2 separate regions of the Zea mays genome follow, and region 1 is linked to region 2. Evidence: chromatin contacts called from public Hi-C data. All regions are on one chromosome and are shown on one strand. The core of a region is the stretch at or near the end of the contact, and the rest is flanking DNA. Distances in the headings are between cores, read along the strand shown. Region 1 holds the start of LOC100192493. Region 2 holds the start of LOC100502520 (potassium high-affinity transporter).

What was found. Hi-C and Micro-C count contacts between places; a contact is called where the count stands out from the background.
Region 1: a contact with region 2 is called in a Hi-C map of leaf, with 5 times the contacts expected there. The contact joins the promoter of LOC100192493 here to the promoter of LOC100502520 in region 2. A contact is called at or near these places in 2 of 25 Hi-C or Micro-C datasets (leaf and tassel).

The regions. Positions count from the first base shown.
Region 1 is chr2:64,455,726-64,458,425 of Zm-B73-REFERENCE-NAM-5.0, reverse strand. It overlaps LOC100192493, which reads left to right and starts at 1,350. Exons shown (of 4, transcript NM_001348737.1): 1 at 1,350-1,398; 2 at 1,560-1,607; 3 at 1,744-1,825; 4 at 2,605-2,700. The coding sequence starts at 1,744.
Region 2 is chr2:63,930,930-63,933,629 of Zm-B73-REFERENCE-NAM-5.0, reverse strand. LOC100502520 (potassium high-affinity transporter) reads left to right here and starts at 1,309. Exons shown (of 9, transcript NM_001357849.1): 1 at 1,309-1,491; 2 at 2,670-2,700.

The DNA.
Region 1 (2,700 bases), core at 101-2,600, 520 kb before region 2:
TACTGCTGACGGGAGGGAAAGGAGCGGATCTGGTGATCCGTGGTAACGTAGTTCTCAACACTATTCACCATCCGGAACCAGCTTCCTTCTATTCCTCCTCAGCTGTAACAGCTTCTCCTCTGGTATCTCCGGCGGCCGTAGTCGTAGTAGCAGACGTGACAGTATGACCCATGGTGACCTAGTCATTACAAAAGCGTTCCATTATTGGTGGAACTGGAAGCGCTCGAGTTGGAGCGTGATTGTATTTTACCCCGACCACAGGCACATACTATGGAGAGAGACCATTCCATACTCGAAACTCGAACCTTTCGTTAAAAACAGAAGACGGGAGAGGGTGACAGTAGCTAGACGAACGTGCCGTGGAGGACCAAGCAGCCAGCCGAGGCAAGTACACTATCCGTCTGATTGGTTGTTGTACACTGGTAGGCTGGCTCGTATCCGAGAAGTCAGGCTCCTTGTACACAGGCTTGGTATGTACATATACTTTTGTTTGTTTGGTTGTATTATTACATTCAGGACAAATATAACCTGTGTTTGGTTATCTACACCAAAACGTGTATTAGAGAAAAGTGAATAAATAAATCTTTAAATATTATATAGCATGTGTGGTCTAGTTTTGTTAAAAAAAATCCAGGAACACGAATATAAAATCGATTCGATGATTAACTTTTTTATTTAAATGATATGATGCAAGAACAAATATAAATGTGTTCTCGTTTTGCGTGCAACTACATGCAACAGCATGCCACCGGACTGCACGCCGGCGTACGCACGCTGGGAGCATCTCCCGCGGGCCTGGCTCGCCATCTATTTTTGCATCCGTTCAACCAGTACGCTGAGAGAAGTAAACCAAACAATATGCACTTTGAGACTCCGCGGGTGCAGCTGCAACCTTCCGCACATCAACCAAACAGGCAGGATATCTCTCAGCTCACCCTCATGTTTTTTGTACGAGCACCACTTATCAACAAGTCGTCTCCCGAACAACCAGAGGCGTAGACAGTGGGTGGTCCGGGTGGGCCACGGCATATCCTAAGCCGGCCCACCGGACCACCAGCCCACCAAAATTCATATAAAAAATACTGATATATATTATATTTGCATTCTAATATATACATTTATAGACTTAAATGTTAAATCTACCGTATTATATTTTGAACTATATACCAAATTATTATATATTATATTAAATTATTTATAAAAAATCTAATGGCATACCTCACGGAAAAATTCTAGCTACGCCACTGCGAACAACACGGGTCACACGAGGCTTAGCTCCGCTTCGTTTCCTTTCGTTTCGTTATATAACCTGCGCGCCCACCCTCCCCTTTGCTGCACATGCACTCCTCCTCTCTTGCCCACCAGCGACTCCCGTAGCTGGAACTCGCTCGTCAAAAGGTGAGCATAGATCCTTTCAGCTTTTCCTTTCACTGCTTCTAGCTGCTGCATTCGACGCACATGTTGACCAAAACATCCAGTTCTAGTTTCTCCACTATAGTTTGATATATATACATATGTATAGAAGGTGTAATAATCTATCACTCTTGCTCGTTACCCAGGAAAAGAAACACTTCGCTTCAGCTGGTTGACAGACGACTCAGAGCAAAGTAAGGGTGACTGAATAAAAAAACATAGTCTTTCCGTTGGAACGACGGCGGCAGAAGCTCTGCTGATGCTGCTGTAGTTTCTGTTCGTCAGTACACGCAACGCAAGTAGTACGTTTTTCACATGTTCGTTTTGCAGATGGGTATACTGGTGATTACGGTGGACCTAGACTGCTGTCGCTGCAGAGCCAAGATCACCAAGGTCCTGGACTGTCTCAAAGGTACATATTTATCAGCATGTACATAAAGATGGGAATACTTCCATGATGCGATTGTACATATAATCCAGCAATTCATTCGAAAAAACCAAAAGCGTATTTTACCCCCCACCCCAAGCACGAACAGTCCATGTTCGAAGAAACTGATATTGTCGAAGCTGTAGCGCAACGTGTCTTCGCAAAAAGGGAAAAATTAAAGAAAGACAAAACATTCGGGGTTCCCAATTTTTGCAGAGGAAAGTATGAACAATACTGACCAGGTTTGCAAGATTCTTCTGAAACCACGTCGACGAGCTTGTCTGGTTCAGCTTATTTTTAATCACATGCGGAAGAAGATGAATGCGGCACGAAGGAGTCGTTTAGGGTCTAGAAATGACAAATTGCTCCTACCACAACGACTCAACGGACTATGTGTTCATATTGATTCGGACGATTTTTACCAAAACGATTCTCATAGAGTTTGGGAGTTTAGTTGCCAGAAGCCGATTCCCCGATGGCCAGAATCCAATTTTAAGCCGAAACAAACACCCCGTCATCGGCCTGAATCGGAAAACATTTTAACCAACATCATCTAGGCTTCCTGTGATTAATTAAATAATCATAGTTAGACTATGTTCAGCAGTTCATAGTTAGACTGGATGTTTTGTACTGTAGACTACTCGTAGGAGTTTAAATATGGGTATTGGGATGGGTAAGACTGCAACTGCTAGCTTATAAGAGGCTGAATTCTAATATATTCTTGCAACAGTAATTATCTTTTTCTTTTTCAAAAATTGATGCAGAGGAGTTCTGCATCGAGAAAGTGGAGTTCGATGACAAGAAGGAGAAGAAGGTGGTGGTGGTGCGTGGGAAGTTCGACGCCGAGAAGCTCTGCAAGA
Region 2 (2,700 bases), core at 60-2,559:
AACACATTATTGTGGCAATGCACATATGGTGTGGCGGTATGATTTTGTACAAAAGGACTAGAAACAAACATAAAACATAGGTGGGGTCATTTTTAAAACATGACTTCAAAAAAAAAAGATCCCCAAGGATATTAAAAAAAAAGAAATTCCCATGGAAAGGAACCCTTGAATATCCTAGTGCTGGATTTTGTCGTTATCTATTTATCACCACAACCTGATACAGATGAAGTGTACGGTATCCTTTTGGGTGGACTGGGACTAGCTGGGACAATGCAAATATAGAAAATGGCAAATCAGGCAATTAGTTGTCTGCCGCCGGAGGGCAACAAGGGCCATATGTGATATGTGTTTTGTCCCATGGTGAACCAGATGCTATGCTACTCCCCTTCTGAGTTCTTTATGACACGGAATAGGCCCGCGCGGAGGCATGTGCGGCCCGTGCTCACGAACAGGGCCCCAATCCTTCAAGGCCCCTAAAATAATAGTCACCAATAGTTTAATCAGTACACAGTTCAGTAATTAGCTCAGTAAGGAAAATAAATCAACTAATCTTTAAGCAAATCTTCTTCTCATGAGTTAAATCAGTTGTTTGTGTGGTATCTTTGTCTTTGATCACGACTACATCTCCATTTAAACGTAAATGTCGTTCAAGATTTCATTTTAAGGAATAATACTATCCAAGTAAAATTATACAATATAAAATTGAATAGACAGCTAGACACAATTCTTAATATAATATTTTTATCATATTATCATAGCCTATATTAGTGTAGTTCTAGTTTATAGATTGATATTCCGGAATTTTGTACAGGGCCTTAGATTTTACTGGCCCGGCCCTCAAAACTCGATCAGAGCACATCCAGTACAAAGCACCGCAGCGGCTGCGCTGATATTAAGGTGAGCTAAAGTTTAAAATTAATTTTAGATTTATTTTGTAGTTTAGAATTAGAACATTAGACGACGAAATCTAAACAGCTGGTAAAGTCTACGACGGGTGCGGCGGAAGACTAGTAGGAAGCCGCTCCCCTGATGGCTGCAGCAGGCCTGCCTGCAACTCGCTCCTTTTTTTCTGCATACCGCCACCGCGTCCAATAATACACATACACCGCGCCGCTGCATTATTCACGTTTTCTACGGTTGTTCCCCCCCCCCCCCCCCCCCTTCTCTGTCTCTCTCTTTCCACGGGACGCCCCTGCGCTGCGCTCGCCACTCTCTCTCTCTCTCTATCTTCCGCTCGTCGTCTCTTTGCGTGCGTGCTCCTCTATTTAAGGCCGACTCCTCCCTCGGCGGCAGGAGGGCTTCGTGTCACAGCTAACTAGCGTCCCCCTGCTCTGCTCTGCCTCCTTTCGTCACAGCCTCGCCTCGGCGGACGACCAACAAGGTCGCCGGCCAGCCAGGGCGGACGGTCGCCTGCTGCTGCTGCTGAACCCTGCACCACCTCGGCGGCGTCGTCCTCTTCGTCAGCTAGCAAAGCATTCCCTGGCTACATAGGTAAGGAAAGAAACCCTTCTTTGTTTGTTCGTCTTGCTGTCATTTTGTTGTTCCCTGCGTCAGTACAGTAATCCCCCCCCCCCCCCCCCCCCCCCCGGGCACGCACAAGCCTGTTTGGAAGTTGCAGTCGTACGCAAGGGACCTCTTCCTAGCCTTTCCCACAGTCTCCATCTCGATATGCAGTTCAGATCATCTATCCAGAAACAAGAGAAGAAAAAAATAAAAGATCGTGCACCAAGAGATTGCGTGTGGAAATTGAATGGCTCCCTGGCCTTCGTTTACACCCTCTCCGCCAAAAATCTCTGTCAGTCGCTAGTAGCAGCAGCGGGTAAAAAAGAAGAAGAGGAGGTTGATGCTCGCCCTGAGCGCTCATGATGCCCACGTGTCAGCAAGAGCGTTGAAGGTCGTAGCATCGAGGTCAAGGGTACCTCCAATGGCGTCCGTTTACGGCCTGATTACCCCTTAAACTAATCTTGTTTAGTTAGTTTATTATGTACTATATCGTATTTGCCTTTTGGCACCGAGCGAGGGTCGGTGTACAGTGTACACGACCCGAGGCGATCCGTGGGAAATATACATTAACAACTCAGCTTCCGGATCGTGCAGCTCAAATTTCTTGTCAGATGGGTTGGTGTGCACAGCTGATTAGCTGAGATAGTACTTTAATTACTAATTAATAATAATAATAACAGGTCAGGGGAAATTTTGTATGACGTCACAGTTTTTTTTGGAGGATGAAATGGGGGGTGGTGGGCGGCGGCTGATTCCAGCTCTCGGCCGCTCCATCACGCCGTCGCCTTCACTGTGTTTTGTTTGGAGTCGCCTCCCTGTGACTGACGTCTGGAGCCCACTAGTGCGTTGACCAGACCACATAGCGCTGCTGTTTCTCTCACTCCACGCGCTGCCAGTTAATAATTTGCGGGTGGTTTCTTTTCTGGATCCAGGCAATTGTGGTTGTAGAATTGATACATGCCGTAGCATTTCGCCAAGTATTAATGACACCATCACCACGCGGATTATTCACTGGCAACGTGACAAAATCCCGACTGTCAGTCAGATCGATAGTACTACCCAAAGAACTTGTTTCGCACAGTTGTGCTGCTGATTTAACTACACCCAAAGAAGGATGTTGTTGTGAAATGTGAATGTAAAACAAAGTCGTTGCTTCGCTGTCACAGGGATCAGCAGTCACGCCACCAAACAGCCTTG